Linked DNA regions of Mus musculus: all the other regions are linked to region 2. The links are chromatin contacts, called in public HiChIP or PLAC-seq maps. All regions are on one chromosome and are shown on one strand. The core of a region is the stretch at or near the end of the contact, and the rest is flanking DNA. Distances in the headings are between cores, read along the strand shown. Region 1 overlaps Susd1 (sushi domain containing 1). Region 2 holds the start of Gng10 (guanine nucleotide binding protein (G protein), gamma 10). Region 3 holds the start of Susd1 (sushi domain containing 1).

Region 1 (3,837 bases), core at 1,054-3,553, 300 kb after region 2:
AGGGTGGGGCCTGTTTGCCACTCTCTCCTCCTGTTCCCCTGGAGAATGGGGAAAGGCAGCATCCTGGAGGAGCAGAAAGGAAACCCACCAGAGCTAGACAGTCCCTCCCAACTCGGACTCTCGAATTCTGGTACTCAGAAGGTGGAGGGGCACTCAAACCAGATCAGTCCCAACAGAGATGCAGTACGCCCTCAGAAGTGCGGCTGACACCTATGCAGGTCTTACCTGCCTACCCATCGGAAGGTCTGCTCACAAGTAACATGTTTCTGTGGTTATTCTGTGTGTTGGTCACCGTAAACATGGGAGAAAGGTAAATGCAAATCATTTGTTTTTAAAGATTTATTTATTGTCACATGCAAGTACACTGTAGCTGTCTTCAGACCCACCAGAAGAGGGCGTCAGATCTCATTATAGATGGTTGTGAGCCACGAGGTGATTGCGGGTATTTGAACTCAGGACCTTTGGAAGAGCAGCCAGTGTTCTTAACTGCGGAGCCATCTCTCCAGCCCAAATGCAAATAATTTAAATCTCATACGTAAAGGAAAATACCGAGGTCAGAACATCGTTGAAGCAACTCTACCTTATTCCATTCACTTGTGATCCGTAACAGAATGCAGTACTCATTTCCTGTTTTCAAAGGTGCATTGTAATATTCCCCATAGTAGAGCCTGTCTCCAATAGATATCTCCAACGTGTCGTCTGGAACATCACTGGCCAGGATTTCTGCAGCCACATATCCGTCAGCAGGAGAAGTGTTGCCAAAGAATGAAGTCATGCCTTCAGAATCACAAGAAAATGTGCTTTGCAAGGACAGGGGAAGGACCAACACCTGATATGAACTGGGAGAGGGGGAAAAAGCAGAGAGATTGGCAGGGGCCTTGTGAAGAACAGAGATCCTATTCATCATCAGGCCCCTGACCAGATGTAAATGTTATAAGGTTCATGGGCCGCTTGTCTGGAAGTCTGTGTATTCGGGTTTACTGAACTCACCAGACTGGGCAAGAAAAACTGCTGGCTACACAGGATTTAGTGTCTGGCAGTTCTAACTACTGTGGACCTCCATATGTACCTACAGCCAGATGACAGCCAAATCCCAGCTTCACAGGGGGGCCAAGCACAGGCTCCCTCGGTGGGAGAAACGGGTGAGTGTATCACGACCTTGTGTCTGTCACATGGTGGATCTGATCGGCAGTGTGTCACACGGGCAAATAAAGCCTGCCAGTGGGGAGGGTTTAAAAGTCACATGAAGGCCTAGCACCTACGGGAATGAATGTGCTCAGCCTGAAGAGTGGCTCCAGACAGTCATGTGGTGACTTAAAACAAAAGTCATATGATTTACACTCCCCGCCGTTCCGAAGCCGACACCAAAGTTCACGCCAAACCAATGAGCGGTCAGGAGTAAAATGTCACCGTGGGTTAATCTGGGTTGACAAGATCCTGGAAAATGTAAAGTAGCCTATGGATCCGGTGAAAATGTCCCTTAAACAAGGACACAGAAAGGCACTGACACTCAGGTGTAAAGTTAGTAATATCTATCTTCCAAAGAGAAAAGCAGCCAGTCGGCAGAAACAGAGGAATGAAGTGCACCTGGTCAAACCATGCCTCCCTTTCCATGCCTGTGGGCTCAGCCTTTACTTCTGGGATCATAATGTATGAACATGTCCTATCTCTACTGACCTTGAAAACAGGGCTGGGGGTGGGGTTACAGGACTGCCTCTAGTACCTGCAGGTCCTTTCACATGTCTTCCTTTTAAAAATTGTTAATTTTTATTTTATGTGCACTGATGTACTGTCTGCATGTATGTCAGGTACCCTGGAACTGGAGTCACAGACAGTTGTAAGCTGTCTGTGGGTGCTAGGAATTGAACCCAGGTCCTCTGGAAGAGCAGCCAGTGTTCTTAATTACGAAGCCATCTCTCCGCCCTGCCCCCTCCCCTTTCACATTTCTTCAGTTATATTCAACTCCTCATAAATGTTGGTTGCGTTGAATTTTCAATTGAGAAAAAAAAAATGCCTGGACTAATACCAAATGTGATTAGGGTGATTTCCAAAACTCATTAGGCCACATAATTCTATTTTACCACCAATTTTGGGCTTCCTGCTCCACATTGCTAATGCCCCATTTCCTGCTCCCTAAAAGCACACGAATCACTTGGTTAAGGAGGGAGGGCCCTCCCCCACGTTAGCTGTTGTGGGAGGGCCCTCCCCCACGTTAGCTGTTGTGGGAGGGCCCTCCCCCACGTTAGCTGTTGTATTTGGAAAGACTCCAGCCACCTGCTATGTACCCAGCCATGTTAGGTGAGGGCCCTGATTTCCACAGAGCCTGGGCTTACTTTCAGAAAGGACTCTGAACAAAAGGGATTAAGTAAAACCTGCAGAGTAACAAAACAGTAACAAATCAATAAACATTGAGTTTCGCTGCCTTTGGGCAACACTTGGGACAGCTTTTCTGGGGCCTTGGAGGTATAGTGGCCACGGGCAAGAAGCCCCACACTGACTCAACCTGCCAGGTAACTGGAGTTCATGGCTCACCTGCACCGCGTTGATTCTGTACATTGCCCATTAGAGGTGCTGTTCACAGGGCAGGAAGCAGCTTTCTATTTAGCCTGGTAAATATAGAAATCCCCAGGCCCCACCCCAAACCTATGGGACCAAAGTTGGGAACGTTGACTGCTGATAAAGCATGCCAGCTGATTCCTGTTAGCTGGTAAGGTAAGAGACGTTAGCCTCGAGGGAGTCCAGGGGCAGGCCTGACTCTCTGCCTAAGCTCTCTGTGCTCCAGGCCAGGGTTCACACAAAAGACTCTGGCCTGGCAAAGCTGGTGCCTCCAGCTCAAGCCATGCAGCCAGGCTGGGGAACCGGCACAGCTCACACCCTGGTAAATAACCCGGGTGACTGACGTGAAGGGAGCAGCGGCAGTGGGTTGGAACCTGACCACCGGGCCAGCCTGCAAGAACTTCTCCCCACTTCCAGTGCCCTCCCCGCATGACTCACAGGTCGCCACTTCCTGTTTTGAAGGCATCGGCTGGTGCACTGCCACCAGGGCAGGCTGTCATTTGGCTTTTCTTTTTTTGCCTTACGCAATTATTTGGCTTAAGTATCACATCTGCTCTTGTAAATTTGTTCAGGCAATGAGTGATGCCAGGCTTCTGTTCCCCTTACAGCAACAGGATTACAATACTTTCCAGTAACTTACCAGGAATCAAGCAACAGAGCTGTATGGGCAATGTCTATCCCTGAAAAGACTTGAAATTAACGCAGTCTGAAAGCAGGGCAGCCTGTTCTATAACAAATAGATACTCACACAGTATCTCCAGGCTTGCCTTTGCGTTCTTTTAGAATATCTCAGATTTATTTATACCTTGATTGCACTGAACGGGCCATTACACTGAAGGGCTGAGAGTGATAAAGGGCCACGTAGGTCAGGTCATGCACACCCGAGCTCCTAGACCTGGTGCCCTGGCTCCCATCCACAGGCCAATGCTAATCTTCCTGTCTGAGAACAGGGACTGACTGAACTTCCCTAATCTTCCCTTGACCTTTGTAAATAAAATGCAAAACTGAGCACAATGTAGTCCTCCAACAGAGGTAAATTAATCCCATCTCAATGCCATCTGGAATCCCAGCTGGTCACTAACTACATAGTGTCTTGCCTATATAACTCAATATGTGAACAGATTAAAAAGAATTCTCCAAATGACCTTTTCTGAAACCACTACACACACACTCCAAGATCAGCCTGACGCAAGGAGACATTCTGTCTCTGGGAAATGAGACAATCAATCCTTGTGACCCACCATCACCATCATTAAAGGTTGTACCATGGGACGTGCATGC
Region 2 (3,926 bases), core at 239-2,738:
GGAGACTGGCTGTGGGTATGGGTTTTGGGTTTTTTTTTTTTTTTTTTGGTTGTTTGGTTTTTTTGTTTGTTTGTTTGTTTGTTTGTTTTGGTTTGGTTTTTTTTTTTTGTTTTTTTTGGGAGGGGGGTGTTTTCGAGACAGGGTTTCTCTCTATAGTCCTGGCTGTCCTGGAGCTTACTCTGTAGACCAGGCTGGCCTCAAACTCAGAAATCCGCCTGCCTCTGCCTCCCAAGTGCTGGGATTATAGGCGTGGGCCACCACGCCCGGCTGTGGGTGTGTTTTGTGGGTGACTTTGCCCTGGATGGTTCTTAAGTCCAGAGAAAACTCAGCAGATTGGAAATTGGGTACTTCAACAGCAAATCCTTTTTAAGTAGCAATTGGTTTAAGGGAAGGCTGGTATTCAATACAAGCCAGGGAGAACCCATTTGAGATTCTAATTCCTCTCCCATATGTTTAGACAGGGCTAAAAGAAAGCATGGATTTTTTTCCCCCCACAGCACTACTGAGTCTATCCACCTTGAAGATGAGGCCAACCCTCAGAGTTGAATCAGGAGATGAGAATTTGAGCCTTGAAACTATTCCTAATTTTTAAAAATTATTATTCTTTAATTTTTTTTTTTTACAGTCCAGTTGTTATCCTCTTCTTGGTCTGCTTTCTGACTGTTCCTCATTCCATTTCTCTCCCTACCCCACCCCTACCCCTCCCCTCCATTTCCAAGAGGATGTCCCCACCCCACTACCACTACCCCACCAGATCTCCCCACTCCCTGGGGCCTCAAGGCTCTCAAGGGTTAGGCGCGTCTTCTCCCACTGAGGTCAGACCAGGCAGTGCTCTGCTATACCTGTGTATGCTGTGTGGCTGGCAGGTGGCCCAATGTCTGAGAGAGATCTCGGGGGTCCAGGTCAGTTGAGATTGCTGGTCTTCCGATGAGGTCAGCTTCCTCCAGTCCCTCCCCAATTCAACCGGGACGCCCGTGGTTGGATTGGGGAGGGGCCTTGAAGCTTTTTTAAAGTAATTAAACCAATGCTTTAAAGTCTTTGGGCTTTGAAGTTTAGCAAGCTCATCCATATTGCCTTTATGCACTACCCAGCTTATGCACTACCCAGTGCAGACAGATACGGTGGTGTATAAGATGGCGATATAGTTATTACATAGTAAGTGTAAAAAAAAAACAAAAGGAAACAAGAAAACTAAAAAACCTCAAGTTTTAACGTAATGGTCTCAGTTTTGTAAAACCAATGTGCACACTTAAAAAACTCGGGAGAAGACTGGAAACAATGGCCATAGATAGTGGGTGAGAGGGCTGGTGTAATTTCATTCCATATCAGACCAACGAGCAGGATATCCTTGAAGGTTTGACTAGCTCTTCGGTGAAGTCCTAGTGTCCTTCCCTTCGCAGCGCAGGCGCCACCTAGGTTTGTTCCGAGGCACCGGCGACCGGGGCCGGGCAGCTCGCGACCCCAGCGCGGGGACAGCGGGGCGGGCGCGGCGGCTACCCCGCCCCGGGGCGGCACCCCGCTCGGCGGTCGTTCCTCCCAGCCGAACCAGCCTCGCGCAGCCTTAGCCGCCATGTCTTCCGGGGCCAGCGTGAGCGCCCTGCAGCGCCTGGTGGAGCAGCTGAAGCTGGAGGCTGGCGTGGAGAGGATCAAGGTGAGCGTTCGTCCAGCCGGACCCCAGCGCCAGCCCCACGGGCGACCGAGCGGCCCGCAGGAGACCGCGGCCTGGCGGGAGTGGGAGCTACCGGGCCGGGCGCGCACCGGGGCCTCGGGTGCTCGCGAGCCGCGCGTGGATGCGGGGTGGTTTCAGGCCGAATCCCGGGTGCTTCTGGCGACACAGCCTGTCCCAGGGACCAGGTCCGATGGCTCCGTGGGCGTGTCTACAACAGGCTGGCGACACGCTGGCGACCTGGACTCTGCCCACCCGGCTGCGGGAGGATGATGCTTAGAGATGGGGAGGGAGGCCACCGAATGAACAGATGCGAGCGAGATGGATGCTGGAGAAGGATGCTCTGCCTTCCTCTGCTGCCCCATGGGGGATCCTTGAGAGTTGAGGAAGTGAGTTCCGTTTTGGATCTGTGGATTTTACAGAGGTATCCAGGAGAGATTTCGTTGTGTGGACAGACGGCCACAGAAAAAGGCCGAAAGAGGTCATTAAAATATATGAGCGTGAAATAGACAAAGAGCGGAACTTGTAGCGTGCTGCCAGGGACAGTTCAAAGGAGGAAGGTGAGTTGGATTGTCAGGAGAGGGGTGGGGAGGCTAGAGAGATGGCTCAGCTCACTGACTGCTGTTCTGGACGACTCCGGTTCAATTCCCAGCACACACCCAAGGTTGCTCACAACCGTCTGTAACGTCAGTTTCAGGGGACCCGATGTCTTCCTCTGGCTTCCTCAGGCACCAGGCATGCACAAGGTGTGCACAAACATGCAGGCAAAACACCCGCGAGATAAAATTAAAATGAAGGCCCGCAAACACAGCCAAGGATTTACTCTGTTGGCTGAATGTGTGATTGGCAGCTAGTGTGATTCCAAGTGTGTGGGTAGGTATGGACACACCATCATGCTAGTCAGTTCCCTCTGTTTTAGCCCTCGACCTGGTGCTACTCCAGGGAATAGGGAACTCGGGTGGATACGGTAAACTAATACACAAAATTATTTCAGACAACCAGGGACAAGAGGCGCGCAGTACAGAGATGTGCCAGTAAGGTGTAGGGGAAGCCCGACAGGTTAAAAATAAAAAAGTTTTAAAGAAATAACTTCCTTTTTTTCTTCGAAAATAAAAAGGGTTTTGGGTTGATAGGAAAGATTTTTTTTATTTTGTCAAGGAAAATGGAGGCAAGGTGACTGTAGAAGAAACAAGGGTTTGGGGTGACATCTTCGGGGACAGGAAAAAAGGAGATGTGTATAAAGTGCCTCTGATTACGGATTACAGCTTTTGGCGATGGCTGTCTTGTGAAACAGGAAGCTGTGTTTTCTTGTGGGACAGTGAACCAGGAGTTAGCAAAGGGCGAAGGAAGTGCTTACTGTCCACGGTGGAGCTCACCAGCCTGGGCAGTCACAGCCTTGACACCCAGATAGGAGGCCTGTACCGCTTGTGGTTCCTTTTTCCTCGCTAGTATCTGACCACCAAGGATTTTGAGGGCGAAAAACTAAAGAAGTTTGATCCAGACCGTGGATGAGCAAGAAGTATGCCAGAAAGTAAGGGTGGGGTCAGAGGCCTCGGTCTGGCTGGAAAAGGCTGAATTTTGAACCCAGACTAGAAAGAGAACGATCAAAGCCATACAGGGGGCAGCGACACCTAGTGGTCATTGTGAGTTCAGGGTAAGAGAGATTGAAGCTGTGGTCCCTTACTTTCCAAAGGGAGCAGTTGTTGGCTGGAGCTCCCAGCAGAGAACAAGGCTGTGTGAGGAGAGAAAATGGGGAACTAAAAGTAGAGTTGTTGAAAGTGTACGGTATCATTGAGCATCAGACCTGGAAGGAAAACTGAATCAAATGCCTGCTCACCCTGTGGACACGAGGGAAGAGACTCTTTTTTTTTTTTTTTTTTTTTTTTTTAAAGATTTATTTATTTATTATATGTAAGTACACTGTAGCTGTCTTCAGACACTCCAGAAGAGGGCGTCAGATCTTGTTACAGATGGTTGTGAGCCACCATGTGGTTGCTGGGATTTGAACTCTGGACCTTCGGAAGAGCAGTCGGGTGCTCTTACCCACTGAGCCATCTCACCAGCCCGGGGGAAGAGACTCTTAACTGCACTTGACAGGGCATTGTGGAGGTAACACAGACACACAGAGAGAGAGAGAGAGAGAGAGAGAGAGAGAGAGATTAACAGTTAGGTGAACGTGGGCAGCAGTCACATCCCAGAATCTAGTCAGCTTCATTTCAGGGCTCAGCCTTGGATGTTCTTGGCACACTGAGACACATAC
Region 3 (4,184 bases), core at 1,090-3,589, 400 kb after region 2:
CTGCCTCCATGGTCCTGCCTTGAGTGTTTGCCTTGACTTCTTTCTCTAAAGGACTGTGATCTGAGAATTGTAAGCTAAAATAAACTCTTTCCTCCCCAAATTGTTTCTGGCTGTGCTGTTTTATCACAGTAGAAACCCTAAGACAGAGACCCAAGGGGGAAGGAAGAAAGCCTACTGAAGTACCAGATGTCAGAGGTGGAGGGGAGCCATTCTAGAAAGCTGAGACATCAAATACCCAAAGTAATGGTAAAATTCACTAGGCAACCAATAATCCCTACACTGGGGAGGCAGAGGCAGGGAGATATCTGAGTTCAAGGTCAGCCTGGTCTACAAAGAAAGCCAGAGCTACACAGAGAAACCTTGTCTCAGGAAAAAACCCAAACAACAACAAAGTAGCAGGATAAGAGAATTTGGGAGGGCAGGAATCTGCTCCACTAAGCCCACTCATCTCGTTTCTTTTCCACTTCTAGAGCCTGTTTGGTTTTGCAAATGTTTGTTTTTGAGACAACCCACTCTATGGTCCAGACTAATCCCAAACTCATGGTGCCTCCCTCCTCCGTGTCCCAAATTCTAGGATTAAGCATGAACCACCACCACTCTGGAGCTCAGTGCTTGGCTTTATTAAGGAGATGCCAGAGAGAGACTGGGTGTCCTTGTATGTATGTACTGTTTGCCATCACTCCCTCAGTGTCCTACAATGGCTCCTGGTGGCTTCTCACCAGGAAGGAACAGTTAAACCCAAACACCATGCTCTCTCTGCCAGTCAAGATGAGACTGACTCCCTCTTGCCAAATCCAGTCTGTTTTCTCATCTCTAGCCCCTTCTGTATTCTGCGTCCTGCTTTCCCACGCTATCCCCAGTCTGAAATCCATCCATTACTCTGTTGGGCTTTTCGTTTTGTTTGTTTGATCACAGTGTTTCACACTGTAGATTAAACTACTCTGGAACTCACTATGTAGCTCAGACTGGCCTGGAACTCACGGCAGGCAATCTTTCTACCTATCTCACACATTGGATTCCTTTTTACACACATTTCTAAAGACCTCTTACTATGGAATGGGGCACCCCTCCCCTTTTCCGAAATCCAAGGAACCGCTCAGCTTGTCTCATGCATAATGGCTGCCCAGTAAAACACAGTTGTCCTCTCCTCTGACCAGTACACCTTCTCAGAGCACTTGACACGTTCTGCTATTATGTGGGCAGACTTCGCCTCATTTTCCTGTTTGAATCCTCCGTGTCAGGTAAATCCCACCACGCTCACTGGTCCCAATTTGTCTAAAACACAGACTATTTGCCTGCCTCTCTCCTTGGGACTATGAACCACTAGAACGCCAACATTGCACGGTTACATCTGACCCAGGGAAGATATTAAAGGACTTTCTACGGATGGATGGATGGATGGATGGATGGATGGATGGATGGATGGATGGATGGATACACAAATGCATGGATAAACAGACTAAATAAACGAATGGATGAATGAACTAAAGGATAAACTCTTCCTATAAACTTCCTTATTCTTCTTTACATTCTTAACATTTAGTTCTTCGTGGAAGTGAAAAATAAGGAAAGGGACAGGTGGTGGTGGGAGAGCCACTACAGGTCAGGAATTTGTCCTGCAAAAGCCAGGGAGACTGGAAGCTGTAGAACCAGCGGCTCGCCCTCCCACATCCTCCACGCGGCGCACCGGTCCCCCAAACCCCCACCCGAGTCCAGTCCCCACCCCACCCCCACCCACTCCGGGAGACGCGAGTTGGAGCAGGGCCGCCTCCACTACACACCCCACAGTCCCCGGGGCGGGCAGTCTGGCGTGCTTCTCGCCGCTCCGCCTCCATGATCCTTCCACGCCCCGACTCTGCGCCTCCAGATCCGGAGCGCGAAGCGTCCTGCGCGCCGAGTACCCTGCACTCACCTTCCGTGCCAGGCTCTCCGCTGACGCCGCGGGCTAGGCTGAGCAGCAGCACGAGCCGCAGCAGCCGCTGCAACCCGCATCCTGGAGAGCGGCGCGTGCCCCGGGGACCCCGGCCCATGCCGCTGGCTCCCTCCCGGCGCCCGCCACTCCCCGGAGGCCCCTGTGCAAGGAGATAAGGCCAGAGGCGCGAGGAAGGGGCGGCGCAGAGGCTTCCGGCGCCGGGTTGCGCCGGTCCCGGCGGGGAGCAGGGTCCCAGGTCCCCGGATCTAGGTGCGCCTGGTGCACCGGCTGCGCGCGAGCTGAGCCACGGGGAGAAAGCGGACTGTGCTAGGGGGGAAACATCGCAGTGCAAGTGTGACTTGTGGAGACCAGAGAAGTGCAGTAGCCACAGGAAAGGGTCTCTGACTGGACGGGTCAGAGAGTTGGGAGGTGGTGGCCGCCCGCGCGGAGGGAAAGAAAGGAGAGGAAACTAGTCATGGGCCAGTTCACCCGGGGTGCACATGCTGGAACAGGTGACAAAACAAAAGTTCCAGCTACTTGCTGGACGACGCCCTCCTTGGCACGTTAGGAATCGAACGGGGAGAGACACGTGGTGAGAAAGACATGGAAGACAGGACAACCGTGTATTCTAGAAACCGAGGGACCGTTTTAAGGTGGGGACAAAAGGTTAGAGAAATATATGGCAGAGTTAAAGAACTCTGCTCTGAGAGTAGGGTCAGCATCAGGGCGTGAGGGGATCCGGGAAGGGGCAGGTGATCCTCTGAATTTTGGAGAGAATCAGAAATGGAGTGTTCAGGGACAGAGTCCACCACGTCTTAAGATTAGTGCAATATTAGAGAAAGGACAATATTAGATCAAGGAGAAACTGTGAATGTCGCTTAGATCTATGCTTTGGGTGGACTGTGGTGGGAGACTGGGGAGCAGAGGGTTAACGTGAGTTAGGAATTGGGGTTGAGGGAGGCTGAGGAAGGAAGATCAGTTTTGTCTGTGGGGCCCGCCCAAGTGCAGGGGGCACTCCCCACTTCAGCAGGTACCCTCATTTGCTTTCTCACCGGTGAACTAGCCCTACCTCTAAGGCAGGCAAATACACCCATATAAGGGCTGAACTTGGGCTGCCTTAGGAAGAAACCGTTAAAATAAACTTCCTAGTCTCTTGTAACAAGTTTTCTTGAAGATTATTTCTGTCCAACAAAGAAAGAAGCCTGCTTTGGGAAGTAGTAGAGCACCATGAAAGTGTGAACATGTCTCTAGGTGTTTGGGCAAAACCAGTCTCCAGGAACCCTCACAGGTCATTGCACAAATCCACTGTTCAAGACATTTTTAAAACAACCTTTATCTCTACTTCTCATGCCCTTCTGCAAAATAAATATGTATATATACTTTAAAAAAAAACATGATGCATGAAAAAACAACTATCCAAGACTTGGACATGGGAAGGAAAATTACTGGGTGTCTCTTTCAGCATGCATGGGAGTAAATGCTATCTAACCCACTTTCCGTGGATTATTCAATTCAAAAGTGTACTTTTATGAATGTCCTACTGACTAGGTTTGTTTGTGGCTTTATAAGAGTATACGTTAACTTAAATAACCCCGATGACAATATTATCAATCAGAGCTGTCTGTCTGTCTGTCTGTCTGGGGTCCTTTACCTGAATAGAAAGAAATCCTGAGACCACAATGGCAGTGCATGCCTTTAAGCCCAGCAGTCAGGAGGCAGAAGCAGAAGGATGTGAGTTCCAAGCACCTTGATCTACACTACAAGTTCCAGGATAGCCAGAACTACGTAGGGAGAGCCTGTCTCAAAATAACAAACAAAAAACTCTGAGACAAGCAGAGAGGCTTTTCTGGCTTTGGTGCCCTCTAGGTCATAGGTCTAGAGAGCCTGTGGGCTGGACTAAGGGACGGTGATAACTAGGGGCCTATTGCTTCATGCTTTACAAGCCAGAGACATGACTAGGCATTCAGGCTGGAGGCTTGTTCCTCTGGACTTTAACCACCAGCAAACCCCAGCATTTTGCAACTGTTGCAACCCTCTTCTTCCAACAGCAGTATGAGGGAGCAGTAGGCAGTTCCTACTGGGACTGCAACTCCTGAAAGGGCTCTGGGTTTTTGGACCATCAGCTCCTTATAGGAGCCATTACAGCCCTGCAGCCCAGTGGCCAGAGACTTTGACAGCTCCTTGGAACTCTTCTGGTGGCTTAGACACACAGACTTTTTTTTTTTCTTCAGCTATTCACAGTACTCTGTCTCCATGGCCTTTCTCCCTATCC

What was found. HiChIP or PLAC-seq counts read pairs in DNA pulled down with a chosen protein or histone mark.
Region 1: an H3K4me3 HiChIP or PLAC-seq map of the SCID.adh cell line shows a contact between it and region 2, with 5 times the contacts expected there. The contact joins the enhancer-like site here to the promoter of Gng10 in region 2. A contact is called at or near these places in 9 of 39 promoter capture datasets (the 3T3-L1 cell line, the C10 cell line, frontonasal cranial neural crest and 4 more), 2 of 15 datasets of contacts at CTCF or cohesin (the NIH/3T3 cell line and large pre-B cells), 7 of 484 Hi-C or Micro-C datasets (B cells, CD4 T cells, the G1E-ER4 cell line and 4 more), 17 of 115 datasets of contacts at active chromatin or transcription factors (the 230-238 cell line, CD4 single positive thymocytes, the SCID.adh cell line and 13 more) and 2 of 9 other capture datasets (adipose tissue and liver).
Region 3: an H3K27ac HiChIP or PLAC-seq map of regulatory T cell precursor shows a contact between it and region 2, with 8 times the contacts expected there. The contact joins the promoter of Susd1 here to the promoter of Gng10 in region 2. A contact is called at or near these places in 2 of 39 promoter capture datasets (liver and pre-B cells), 4 of 115 datasets of contacts at active chromatin or transcription factors (acute myeloid leukemia, bone marrow-derived macrophages, large pre-B cells and 1 more) and 1 of 9 other capture datasets (liver).

The regions. Positions count from the first base shown.
Region 1 is chr4:59,328,883-59,332,719 of GRCm38.p6, forward strand. It overlaps Susd1 (sushi domain containing 1), which reads right to left. Exons shown (of 17, transcript NM_001163288.2): 14 at 581-839. Among named protein-coding and RNA genes, the nearest start is that of Gm35578, 49 kb to the left of the region's middle. Within about 2 kb of position 2,304, at least 276 of the 459 cell types and tissues checked have an H3K27ac peak or open chromatin away from gene starts, as enhancers often do. A contact at or near this core is called in the 230-238 cell line, B cells, CD4 single positive thymocytes and 19 more, where this site is marked.
Region 2 is chr4:59,033,668-59,037,593 of GRCm38.p6, forward strand. It overlaps Gng10 (guanine nucleotide binding protein (G protein), gamma 10), which reads left to right and starts at 1,489. Exons shown (of 3, transcript NM_025277.3): 1 at 1,489-1,651. The coding sequence starts at 1,571.
Region 3 is chr4:59,436,294-59,440,477 of GRCm38.p6, forward strand. It overlaps Susd1 (sushi domain containing 1), which reads right to left and starts at 2,340. Exons shown (of 17, transcript NM_001163288.2): 1 at 1,913-2,340. The coding sequence starts at 2,030.